2 separate regions of the Siniperca chuatsi genome follow, and region 2 is linked to region 1. Evidence: chromatin contacts called from public Hi-C data. All regions are on one chromosome and are shown on one strand. Each heading gives the region's core, a stretch centred on a gene start, on an enhancer-like site or on the middle of the called end of the contact. The rest is flanking DNA. Distances are from core to core; before and after follow the strand shown.

Region 1 (6,779 bases), core at 1,662-4,161:
TTAGAATGTTGTGAAAGTATGATGCCACACCACCAATCAAGTGGAAAAGGTGCATATGATACAAAAATGTGTAAAGGACAGCTCTTGACAGCACCTCAAACAGGAATGTTTGCAGCACCTTACCAAAAAGCACAATGACTTAATTTCATACTCAAATAGAAATAAAGCAATTATGCTCCATTTTACCTTTCTTGGATGTTACAGTTGTGTATAAAGCTAGTTGGCAAAGGACTAGCAAAGCCAAAGTTGGAGCCATCTTCTTTGCAGTGAAGTCTCCTCAGTGGCCCCTGCATTTGAGTGTGGATGGAGCCAACATAAGGGCTGCTGGGTAAACGGGCCCCTGATAGCCTGCTCCAATCAGATGCTAGTGTGAGCTCCTATTGATTGAGCACAAAGGTCTTAACTATTGCATATTTACCTAGAATTGATCGATCACCTTGATTTGGTACAAGAGCCAGCAGCAGACACACAGCGTGATATAAACTCATAAATACTGAAAGATACACACACACACACACACACACAGATTTGATAAACAGTACTTAACTATGTATTTCCATTTTTAGTACTGCTCAATGCCTGTTTGAGCTAATCCTCTTGGAGGTATTAGTAAAAAAAATAGAAACTCTGTGACCTGCAGAACCATAATCACTGAAATGATGCAATACCTAACTAGGTCAAATGATTTGCTGATTATCAGTAATACTGTGTGTCCTTAATGGGTGGATTCAACAAGGCAGACAGGCTACATTATTTGAATGAAATATGTCACTGCCAGCTAAAAGCTCTCACTCTTTTTCTTTTACTATTTTACTTTCTCTTAAGTGATGGATGAATTTAAATGGATGTGAGCCCAAAATCATATGATTTCATGGAACAGCAAATCTGGTTTATCTATCCTGATTTAATATGCAAATATTTGTCTTTCACTTAAAAACGACTACGATGGTTGGGTTGCGCTGCTGGTCAGTAAACCTGTGGGATTTGCTAAACTTAGAAAAGGTTTAGAGATAGCAAGCAAGTCGAAAGAGTTGCTGGACCCTCAGTTGCTGTGAGAAAATGTTTCAAATGGTAAGAAATGTAATCCACCAAACACCAGCAGTGACGTGTGTAAGGAATCCACTTAAAGACATATTTATAACTACAGCAAAATTGAAAAGCACAATTATATTATCTGAGACAAACACTGTGAGCTTAAATGGAAAATAATACTATGTTATTGATCTAGTAGGAAATAAATATGCTTGTGTTTAATGAATGGTTTTAAAAGATTGATCCACAGCAGGGCCAGTGGACATATAAAATGGCAATGCACATTCTGGACTCCAGGCCTGATGAGGGGGTCAGATATGCTTGGTGGCATGATAACCCAAGGTTCTGGTGTAAGCATTTATTGGACAGTACAGTAAGTGCAATTTCCAAAGGTGATCTCACCAATATCTCATGTTTTCTAAAGCACAAATGTTAATTATAAAGATAGTTACTCTTTTAATACATATTGCATAATATTCATCTGGGGTAATTATTCTGAGTGTGAAACACAGAAACACAGAAAGAGTTGAGGCCACTCAAACACAGCATTGGATCCATATGGTATGTGTGAACTAAGGTAATACATTTGTCAAAAATGTGTAACGCGCCATTATTCCACACGATGACGCCCCCATCCCAAATTCCTGCAGCGGGACCAAGGGCCTGTTGCGTGACATCAGCCAGACTGAAAGGAGGAAGCGGAGCGGAGCAGCGTCAATTACACATAGACACATAGGTCACGAGCAGGAAGTTTGTTTTAGGAATAAAAGTTGCAAAAGAGCCTTTTGGACAATCCTGCTATAACTACAAGGGGTTAAAGGACATTTAAAAAAATTATGGAACCATGATAATATGCTATAAAAATGTGATTATTTGGGCAATAATGACCCACTGATTTAACATTTAGCCTACTACAGACTTCAGCAGAAGTAGCCTGGCAGTTGAGAGATTCCTGTTTATGACCTGAAGGTTGCTGGTTCAACTCCTCCAAGGAGCTGGAATTGTGGATATAATCTACAATACTGTGTGTTTAACAGCAGAAGACTGAATTTGCAGAAAGGTTTCATGGGTTGGTGGGAGCGCTTTCATGTACTCTTTGACAACAGAGACTAAAGGCTGCACAGATACAGGGCTACACTGAGGACACCAAGGGCTGTTTTTATGGCAGTCTGAGGATTTTCAAATTATAACCCAGTTATACATTCAGTTGCCAGTTTATTAGGTACATCTGGCTAAAACTAATGCAGTTCAACAGCCCTGAAATAAATCCTACCTTCACGAAGGTTATATAATTCAGTTTTAGAGAGGTGTTTCAACTTTATGGTCCTTTTGGAGGCGGCAGTTTGTGGTGCTGCTGAGTTGTATTATGTAATACTGAAAGGTGTTTCTAATATTTTGTCCAGCTTCATTGTTACAAATGGGGTGGACACTCAAACACAGCCTTAAAAAGTTTAACATTGTACCCTTCATGAAGGCAAGATTTATTGCAGGGCTGTTGCATTTACACCGCGTTACTTTTAACTAGGTGTAGACTACCTAATATTTTGAGTGTAGTTTACATATGCACTCAGTTGAAAGTTGCACTTTGTATTGCATGTATGACTTCAAATAACAAAAACAATGTAGTATAATTGTAGGCCTAGTTAGTTGCTCACTTTTAAAGCAAACTAGGCAAAACTAGATTGCAACTGGATTGCAACTCATGGCCTCAGTAAGCTACTTCTAAAATCTGAGCTACTGTCCTGTATATAGACTTGACTGTATTAACTTGACTTATGGGGCATCTAGCACTTTTCAAAGGGTAGAAAACAACCTCTTCCACAACTGACTTTAAAAAGAGAAAATACTTTTACTTTGAAGGTGGCGACCGGATGTAGCACTTTTCACTGTGGCTAAATTGACCGCGTGGAGAGCTGTCAGTGGAGCAGCCCAGTGGTATCGACAGGCAGGGAAAGCCCTCAGACAGTAAGTACAGTGTCTCCGGTGAAGACCGCCGCTCCGCACTCTGCTGGCTCTACACTGAGGGCTGCGCCTCTAAACGGACTGAAAAACACTCCAAGACAGCAAGTCTGAGCTGTAGCACTGATTCGTTTTTTTTTTTAGGGGGAGATGGCTGATGTAAGTTCAAACGACTCGTCTACCGCGGACGTAGCGAATAGGTTTGCTCGCAAAGGTGCTTTGAGGCAAAAAAACGTCCACGAAGTCAAGAACCATAAATTCATAGCCCGGTTCTTCAAGCAGCCGACTTTCTGCAGCCACTGCACCGACTTTATCTGGTAAGCCTTCCGTCTCCCACCTCCACCCCCTGACTGCTGCCTGTTGCATATTGGATAACTTCAGTAGAGTACACTCTGCTCGATGATGTAACACAACTTCAGGCTAACTTTCCCTTCTTAATCCTGCAATCTCTACACTTCTGAAATACTTTCTTTTTTGTAAAGTGACAGAACATGGGTGTGTAGTAGTAAAAGTAGTCAGCATTATCTCTAGTAGATTTTACTCCAGGGATCCCAATCTGTCGAAATTCTGTCCAAGCAGCCCCACATGTGAGGAGTTATGCTGCTGTTTATGTTATCAGTGAAGCACTGAAAATAATGACTGTTTGTAGGAGAGTGAGTCAAACTTGTATTTAGGGTTGTGACTTTATATACATTCTCTAACTGGGTAAATTCCAAGTAAAATCAAAGCAGATGTTTTTCACTTTTGTGGGACTAAGTGGCCCCAGAAATCCCCAGGACCCGAGTTTGAGAACAACTTCAATGATGCAAAAACATAAATTAGCTGCACACTGGCTAGATTTTTAGGAGACATGCAATTTACTGGCACTGTGAGCTCATAGGGAAAGCACTTCACCTACACTGCAGAGAAATGGCTCAACATATGCACATGGTATTCATTTGAAAGACACCTGAAGTGGGCAGTGACTTGCAGAGACACAGAGTTGCCTTTATGCTGCTGTTCTTTCCATTAGTGGCTCATGGGGAGACAATGTATTTGGAAAGTATGACAAAACATACATTTCTGATCATTATATCTGGACTGATTGTAAGAGCCTATTCAGAGAGAGCCTATCCACTTGCCCGTGTCTCTCTTTTCCCTTCTCTCCCAGTCTGTAGTGTAATGATCAGAGGTCAGTATTTCCTCAAATACTGTTAAATGTAACCTTTCAGACTTCAGTTTAGTCTTCAGTTTAGTTCTTTTTTAATGTTTTGTTATTGTGCTGTTTTTCTAGTGAGATATCAACTTGCAGACAGCTTTGTAGAGTTGCACCCACATTTACACTCCTCTACTGTTGCTGGTGGTAGTGTGATCTCAAGCCCTTTTATTGCTAGTGGCTTATAACCTTGACAGTTTTACAGCATGACCTGCTCCCTACCAAATACACCTCCTTAGCACAAGCACAAGTTCAACATGAAACTTAAAGGCAACAAGTTGTTGCGTTGCAACTTTAAGCAAGTTGTGATGTTTAATCAGTTTGTCATTAGGTTGAATTTTGTATAGTTTTCAGTATTTATCTCAGTTTTTGTTTCAGTTTTTTATTTGATATTTTTGGTGCAGGTGGTGCAATAGAAAACAAATAATATTCTTTGTTAGTTTTTACTAATTACTAATTTACATTAACAAATATACAAAAAACTCACATCAAACTTCAAAATCATATGCATACACAATGTATTTGTATGCACAGTATATATTGTATATTTGTATGTGTATATATGCTCATAAGTGTCAGTTTGAAAAGAACATTGTTTTCTGTGCTGACAATGTGATCAAAATCTAATTAATCATTTGTCAGCAATAGAACATACACTAGATGGCCAAAAGTATGTGGACACCCAAACATTACACCCGTGTGATTGTTGAACACCTCATTCCAAAACCACAGGTGCTAATCTACTGCTATTATAGCCTAGACTCCTCTGGAAAGGCTTTCTATAACATTTTGGAACGTGGCTGCAGGGATTTGCTCCCATTTAGCCATAAGAGCGTTAGTTAAGTCGACACTGATGTTGGGTGATAAGGTCTGGCTTACAGTCGGCGTTTCAGTCCTTCCCAAAGTTGTTGGATGAGGTTGAGGTCAGGGCTCTGTGCAGGCCAGTCAAGTTCCTCCACGGCAAAAAAAAAAAAAAAAATATATAATAAAAATATCTTGCTTTTTTCACGCAGGCATTGTTTTCATGTTGAAATAAGAAAGGGCCTTCCCTAAACTCGTGCCACAAAGTTGGAAGCACACTGCTGCCTAAAATAATAAAGTGTTGTTGACGTATACTGTGTTCTTAAATATTTATTTAATTGTTTTGGTTGGGGAAGAGGACAAGAAATGCTTCTAGCTAAATATGAACATTTGAAAGCTCTGCAATGCTCCTGTTCAATAGTGACGTACATTGTGGTATGAATGAATGTTCATGTGTGTGAATGAATGAATGCATTTACTGTGTACATGTGTGAGTGAGAAAGACAGCGTAAACAGCTATTTAATTCAGCCTTCTTTGTTTTCACAGGGGGTTTGGAAAACAAGGATTCCAGTGCCAAGGTAAAAACAAAATTGACTGACATCTGACCCATTCAGATTTTATGAGACCTATGTGTGTCTGTGTGTGTGTGTGACATGTACAGTATGTTAAGCAAAGGCTTTAGAAAATTCTGCTTTTATCGCTGTTTTAAAGGTAGTTCTTCATTTGATAAGCCTGCACACATTCTGTAGTATCTCCTTTGCTGCTTTACACTTGACCATCACATGAACCATCACATGATCCATTTTCCTCTCTTGTTTGATGCTCTTTGAGACACCAGCTCCATTTCATTTGTACAGCTAGCATGAGAAAAGGACGTTTGGTTATTTCTGCTGTCTTATGACGAGAATCATGGATAAACATCTAGGATAACATGACAAAATTATAAGCAAACTGGTGATCACCCCATTCTTTTGTTCATATCCATCATACTCGTTGTGCCCAAATGTTCATAACCTTCATTTTCATGCACTGTTTCCATCCCTCTCATGGTTTGTTTGCTGTTTTGCAAGCGTGACAGTATTTGTTTGCCCCCAGTAAGGGTAGTGTTATTATGTTCACAATGTGTCTAAATCATGTGGCCTGAAGGAAATGAGCCTAGAATAACATTGTTTTTCATTATTTTAGCAGTTTGCTGTTTGTTTCTGTGGTCTAATATCATGAGTTAATGCTTTTGATATCTATGACACTGCAGGCATTTCTTTTGAGTTGATTATCACAGTGATAATTGGAATTTAATGTGCTATATAACTGCTTACTATCAGTAAAGTGCTTCCTAATAAGTGATGATTTTGCTTAGAAAAAGCAGGCCTGTTGGTAGAGAACAGTTTGGCAAAAGGGACTAATGGAAGCGTGTTTAGTATTAACTGTGTGAGCTGAAAACAAAAGAATGACAGGTGAGGCTACTGAGAAAAGGTGGGGTGGAGGGCGGGGGGCGGGGGTATAAGCACACAAATATGAACATCACTGAAGGTGTATTCCCTATCAACCTGCTATTTTGAGCTTCAGCATGCATCAGCTCTCACAATTCCTCATCTAATGTGGAAACTTTTGGGCTTGCCAAAGTCTGACTCTGATGGCGAGTGCCCAGGTAACAGTGCAGATGACGCTAAACTGATGTTTCACTTAGATATAGTCTTATATAGATTTAGTCTTCAGTGCTGCCGTCACTGGACATCTGGATGTCATTTTCAGTTTTGTTTTTTTCCTTTATTTAATCACTGAAATAGATAA
Region 2 (6,779 bases), core at 2,897-5,396, 97 kb after region 1:
AACAATGCATACAACAAGATGTAGGCTTAAGTATTTTAGTTTATAAATAACAAATTATTTGACGATAATCATAATTGTCGACTTTGCAGACAGTGTTGCATAATCCTCTCAGAGCAAATAATGGCTGACCAGCTGCTGTGGTTAAGATGAGATAATTTCATGCATAAGCTGTCAAATGCACTGTAACTGTTGTGACGTTCAGAGTACCTGGCTAAAAGTAGCACAGAAATAAACAGTGTGTGTTTGATACTGCTATGAGTGCAGTGTTCTCAGTTTTGAACATGCAGTGAGGGCTTCCAAGAGCTGTGGTCCACCAACAGTGCAGGACAACAGTGTGTTTCTGTACAGGAGCCTTTGCCTTGTATTTCGAGGCATGCTGTAAATCCCCCGGCTGTAATGATAGAACAATAGTGACGACAAGGAGCTGACAACAGGCGCACATAATCATTCAATTAGCTGGCTATCAGGGATCAGTGAATAACAAGACCCCGGCACTGAACTTCACTGACTTATTTACTTAACAAATTATCACTAGAAGGAAGAGGGTTAACGTGGGCAGGGAAGTGGTCCAACAGCTACACACATGTCTAACACAACACAAACGTTATGAAACATCTATTTGAGTAATGGACAAAATTACTTGTGCATGTTTGGCTCATTCATGGCAGTTCGGTGCTCATTACCTGAACACTAAAGCACTAAATTAATGTTACCACTACCATTACATTATTACTATTTGGGTCTCTGTAAATAATATTATAAAGAGTACGGCCTAGACCTGCTCTATAGGAAAAGTGCAATGAGATAACTTCTGTTATGAATTGGTGCTATATAAATAAAATTTTATTTAATAGAATTAAAGTTTGCTTTCCATACTTATGATTAGTATTTTTGCACACAGTTGAGCTGATTCTAATGTTGTATTCATTCCAATCACACTTGCCATTCGGCTCAGCTAAAAACATAAAGTAAACTCAAATGGTGGACAACATAAAGTAAACTTAAATGGTGGAAAAGATGGACACTTATGGGTACATACTGTAAAGCACTGATTTTGATTTCTGATGACTAATATCATGCATGATCTCGCCAAATGTCTGGCTCTCACCTTTAGCAGGTTTGTTTTTCCTCAGCTAATTCATTAACTGTCTGTATCACACAAACACACTCACATAAACTAGTTTAACTTACGAGAGAATGTGTTTCTTTTAGTTTAGTTTCTGCGTTTCCACTTCTCCATCTGTTGTTATCTCTTGACATGAGTTCATCTCTCACAGGCCAGTCATCCACTTGAATGCATATCCTGTTTGTGCAACTAATGCAGTTTATGCCCTTAATGCATTCTCCGTGTGATTAAGAAGCTGGGACTGCAGGAATATTATTTAGCATTCTGAGGCAGAGGAATGTTCACGGTTACAGTGGTTTTAAATTAAAAAGAGAACTGAATTTCAAGGTGAAATCTAGGTGGGACAAAAACACACTTTAAGGTACAACAAACCACTTGAATTAACAGGATTAGGTTTATACTGAAGGTAGCATAATAGACTCCTGTCAAAAGCAAAGATTTCTTCTGCTCCTTCCTTCCTCCCCCTTTTAAACTTCAGTCTCAAGAACTCGTAATCAATATCCTGCTGGATAAGCTGGCCGTATTAACACTGACCCTCTTCACACAGTTTTTGTCTGTATGTTCTTTAGAAACATTCCAGTCGTTCATTTTTGCTGCGCTGCCACAGACTGCTGACAACTCATGATAATGATGTGTATGTACTGTATGTAGGTATGTATGCATATTTCACACTTGTATGTGTGCTGAAGTACACATGAATGTGTATGTGTGCACACCAGGGATGGGAAACCACCATTATCACCTGCAATTGTGTTTGAAGTGAATGAAAACCTGCAGACTCTTTGCCCTCTGTGGTACATAGTAGCCAATTCCTGATGTGGACAAAACATCCATGTTATCATTTGCATGCGTTCTCTCGTGTGTTTGTGTGTGTAGGTGTTTGTATAGAACTGCTGTACCAGCCTGCAGCCCACTCAAGCCAGATTGTATCGTAGATTGCATTAGCTGCTGTAGATGCCTTGCAGACAGCCTGCCAAACAGAATTGTGATACATGATGAAGAGTTTTGCAGGGAGCAGGTGCAGTGGATGGCTGTGAGGAGGAAACTTAACATCATTTTCAGATTTATCAATCCACAAACACATGTGTCATCCTTTTATTAGGTATTAGGACTGTGACATGCATTTTGTCTACAAATAGTGTGTAGACACTGGGGCTTAGCTAGCTGTTGATGGTAACTAAATACCTTCAAATATAACCTACAATGTCTTGTTTTTTATATATACACATGTTGAATACAGAAGAGGCTTTGGAGTTGCTGGAAAGCACATTTGACAGAGACATAGTCTAATGAATGATGTAACTAATTACTTATGCCATTGTGTAATTATTAACTAATGTAATTTTTTTTCAGTGTGAAACAAGTAGTAAGCAATTTATTGCCTTTCATAAAACACTGTTTATGATACTTGCTCTGAAACAAAGGTGAAGCTGTTGACTCCTCCGTGACAGAAATTTAAAAGCTTCATTAGAGCCATCTGAGTCAACTGAAAAACATATGCTTGAATTACAACAAACACCAACTGTTTTATTTGGCTTCTAGTTTTTTTCTGTTCCCCAATTCAAATGAAGTAGGTTCAAATGAGGTCTAAGAGCAAAGTGCCACACTGACATCTGGTGTGGTCTCTAGAAAGTTGTCATCTTCTTTGCATTGCTCCTTCATGTACACACACACACACACACACACACACACACACACACACACACACACACACACACACACACACACACACACAGTCCTCAAATTCCTTGACCCAAATGAAATTTTACTAAAGCATATTTGGTCAGAAGCACAAGCAGATCTTCTTCCAAAAAAGCCCTATCATCTTTGTTGGTAACCAAATTTACTTTGTTCATTTATCTTGACCATAAAAGCATGTTTCATATTTTCATAAACATTATCTGTCCGAATGAGTAGCTCAGTTAAGAATGATCTCACTGTGTTTTACATGAAACAATAATTCTCCTCAGTCTCTTTCATACTTGCAGACTTTTTTAATGGGGGATCATATTTGCAAACCAGGTGCAACCCTGGTATCCACAGAAGCCAGATGAGTCTTCAGTCCAAGCAAAGCTACTACAAATTTACAATGTAACAAAACAGACAGACTTTGAATGTCTGGAACAAGCAACGTAATATGGTGCCTTTAAGTCGAGAGGGAAAGCTTGAATGTGCATGAATCCCACAGTGCACACACATTTAACTTTGAGTGAGAAGTAACTCTGGTTTCTTTTGGGATTCACCAATGGCCAGAGCCAAAATGTTCAACAGGAAGTGACATGGCTGCCAGGGGAAGCAGCTATCCTTTAAACCCACACATGGACCTACACGTGAACTCCGAGCAGACCAATAGAGACAGACAAACAGACTTTCTGGCAACGCCACTGAGATGGCTAAATGAAATAATGAGTCACTCAGAAACACAGAGATATTTGTGCAGTTTGCAGAAACATGATTTGTGAGAATGTGTGTTTTTGTCGGTTAGGGTGAATGGAGAAAGGAGGGGAGGTGCTGAAGGAGACAAAACAAGTTTTGTTTCTCTGGTGAAGGACAAACGTAGTCCACTAACCTTGTCCTCCCCCTCTCATTCCTGCTAACACACACAGGTCCTTTCTGTCTGTTGGTGCTGAGGAAGCCACCCTCCTGTTTGTTTCAATGACCCTATTGTTCGTTGACTCAGTGCAAATATCCAGAGTACTTTTGGGGGAAGGCATGTCTGTCATTTCTGTCCACGTTGTTATATTTACACTCATACTCATCACTGTGTGTGAATGTGCATGCAGACATGTGCACGTACCCTCGCCGCCTGCAGGTCCTTTGGGAGTGTGTGAGAGACAGTGGTAATAATTACATTTCTGTTTTGTTCCCTCGTTGACTCACCCAGTTCTGCAGAAAAGCCTCATTTAACAGGCCCTCTGCTCGCCCTCCTCTCTTTTTTTTTATCTCTACTTTAACCTTTTCATTAGATTTTTCTTCTTGCCTCAATGTCCAAATGTGCTTTCTGCTATTTGCTACACTAATGCTCATGTAGGAGTCAATTTGTTTTATATGTAGGTACAGTGTAGGTGTGTGTAGGTCAGATCAGTGCTCAGAGTGGATATAGTTGTGGGTGGATCAGGGAAGCCAGATTTGACTTTTTAACCTTCTGGAGGTGTAGCAGCCCTTTACAGTAAAAGACAAAATCCACCCTAAACACTGTTAACATCTTCTGGCTGATGCAGCGAGCAACAACCTACCATACCTGTGTATAATATCATGTGCACAAACACTGTAGTTGCATATATTTCTCTCTATCTTCAAGAGTTGGGGTTAGATCAAGGTTCCAACTGTGGTTTGGATGCAGCCTGCGGGGTTGCCAATTGATGATCACTGCCCAGAGATCTGAACACCGCTGACTTACTGCCACTGCTTCTAATCTGCGGCCTTTTCTTACAGTAATTTCCATTTCTTAGTGTCTGAGTCATCATGCAAAAAAGCCAACAGGTTCTTGCCAAGAGAAAATTTACTTAAAACCCTGCTATTACATTTTCCCTATGAATCAGAGTTAAAATGAAGCAGCTGACAGCGTTTGTTATGTGTTGGTACCAATGCCAGCATTTTTCCACTGCAGGGAGTTGGCCATTGGGACAGCAGCGTCTCCTGTCTTAATTTTCTGTAGTGAACTCCTTGGCTGTCTGTGTGCTTATAATGTAGATATAGTGCATCAGAACAGTACTGTAATTATGATAAAGATAAAGTTTTTAAAATTCTGTAATACATTTGATATATACCTCGTTACAGCCCATTTTCAGCCCATATTATGCTTCCAATTTTAAAGAAATGAATACATTTTGCTGAGATTATCCCACTGCTGAGCTCACTATAGTGGGTAGCACATACACACCAAAACTCATGTGCCCTCCATATGCCATTCTGGAGGTGTGCTGGTCATTCCACTTCCTTTATGCTGATGTAAAATGACATTATAAAGAAAACAGTCCTGCTGTTCAAGTGGGCTTTTAAAGCAGCGCAGAGGTACGCTGAGAGAGTGGAGGACAAAACTGTTGGTTTACATTTTGTGGACTGTGTTTACACAGGGAGTTGAAGAACAAACATGGCTGGCCTGCTTTTTGAGGTTAGGTCATCTGAATACAAGGCTTTGTGTATTTGTGTGTGCATGGTTTCACAAATCATGTAAAATCTTGAAAGAATGTAGGAATTAATGACATTTTTGTTACTGTGTAAACCTTGAGATGTTGTTGTACATAGATACACCTCTAACTTCTGGTGCAGTGCAGGAACACAGAGCCTAAAGAAGAAAGCAAACCACCGAAAATTGATCTAGATTGAAAGGCCATTTTGGCAGCTCTTTTTGTTACATACAATAATGAACAGATGTTTGAGAAAACGTGGAGAAAAAACACTAGGGCCATGAAAATATCAACCCTTTCTGACAGTAAAAGCTTTGAAGAAAAGCTGTGTGACTATTCTTATCACTCCTAATGACAGTGACATCCTCCCCATCTTGGTATGAACCGTCTTAGTTTGTCTCCATCATATTAAGACTCACATATACAGACTTTCTCCCTCTTTCAGTGTCTCTGTGGAGCTCATACAACAGCTGAACTTTGTTGCTGTGTGATTTCTGCTGCCAGACTCCCAGAAGTCATGTCATTGGTATTCCCAGTCTGTCATCGCTGCCCTGCTTCGGCTCCCTCTTCTCAGCATGGTGCACACTGTCTTCTTTACGCCATTTTAACATATGCCTCTGCCTGTCGTCGCTTCACCTTTCTTCCTTGTTGCTTGGCCTTTCCTTCTTCTTTGTTTTGTCTTTCAGTTGCCATTCTCTTTCGTTTTGCAGAAAAAAAAGGAGTAAAACTTTATGTAGTTTGCAGTAGATGGAGGCACTAGGAGGCATTAATGAGGCAGTCAGGATTACAGATTGAAATCATATGTGCTGATTAGCCGTCATAAAATTAAGAAAGCTCAGCAAAGCTTGGCTGTATTTGAAATTTGCAAATACAAAGCTGATAAGTCATAAAATCATGTGTGTTTGGTGGGTGTTCAGCTTGGCTCAGATTTTCTACAGTCTTATCAGGTCAACAGGTGGTATTTTTCCAGGGTTTTGGTTAGTTTTAGTCGAAGCATGTTGGGATAAAACAGAGTTCAACAAGTCGTTTTTGTAGAAACTGCACCATGTTTGACTTGTACTGTTGTTTAAATGCAAGCCAAGATAGTTGTGAAGACTTGTATCCAAGCAGCTATGTTACGGCCCCTACACACACCCCTGCTTCCTTTGTCATAGGGTTTGTGTGTGTGTCTATTTGCATATGCATGTGTTTCTAAACTCATTTGCACACAGAGAAATGGAATCGTTATGTACTTTGCACTTTAAGACATATACTAAATGATGCACAGTAGAAATTCAGGTTTTTCATAATATAATTTGATCTTTAACCAGGAATTGTCAGCATCACAGATAACTTGGCCTGTGAGCATATGTCTCTGCAGTACAGCTGGAAAGAGTTAGGACTACACACACATCTTGTTTGGTTTATGCCACACATTATATGGAAGGAAAAGCTCTGTGCCAGCCAAGCTAAATTAGGCAATCTAGGATGCCCCCTACTGTTCATGACTGGAGGTACACTTTGCCGTAACTCTTTGCAGAAGA

Evidence for each region. A called contact is a pair of places that touch in the nucleus more often than the background predicts.
Region 2: a Hi-C map of liver shows a contact between it and region 1, with 3 times the contacts expected there. The contact joins the enhancer-like site here to the promoter of prkcaa in region 1. A contact is called at or near these places in 3 of 3 Hi-C or Micro-C datasets (liver, skeletal muscle and an unstated tissue).

Annotation. Positions count from the first base shown.
Region 1 is chrLG3:20,738,339-20,745,117 of ASM2008510v1, forward strand. prkcaa (protein kinase C, alpha, a) reads left to right here and starts at 2,912. Exons shown (of 18, transcript XM_044190213.1): 1 at 2,912-2,997; 2 at 3,136-3,308; 3 at 5,535-5,566. The coding sequence starts at 3,142. LOC122873925 (beta-2-glycoprotein 1-like) reads right to left here and starts at 351. Exons shown (of 8, transcript XM_044191289.1): 1 at 187-351. The coding sequence starts at 256.
Region 2 is chrLG3:20,833,670-20,840,448 of ASM2008510v1, forward strand. The region is part of intron 6 of prkcaa (protein kinase C, alpha, a); the gene reads left to right. Among protein-coding and RNA genes, the nearest start is that of LOC122873476, 65 kb to the right of the region's middle. Within about 2 kb of position 4,147, the one cell type or tissue checked has an H3K27ac peak away from gene starts, as active enhancers do. A contact at or near this core is called in liver, where this site is marked.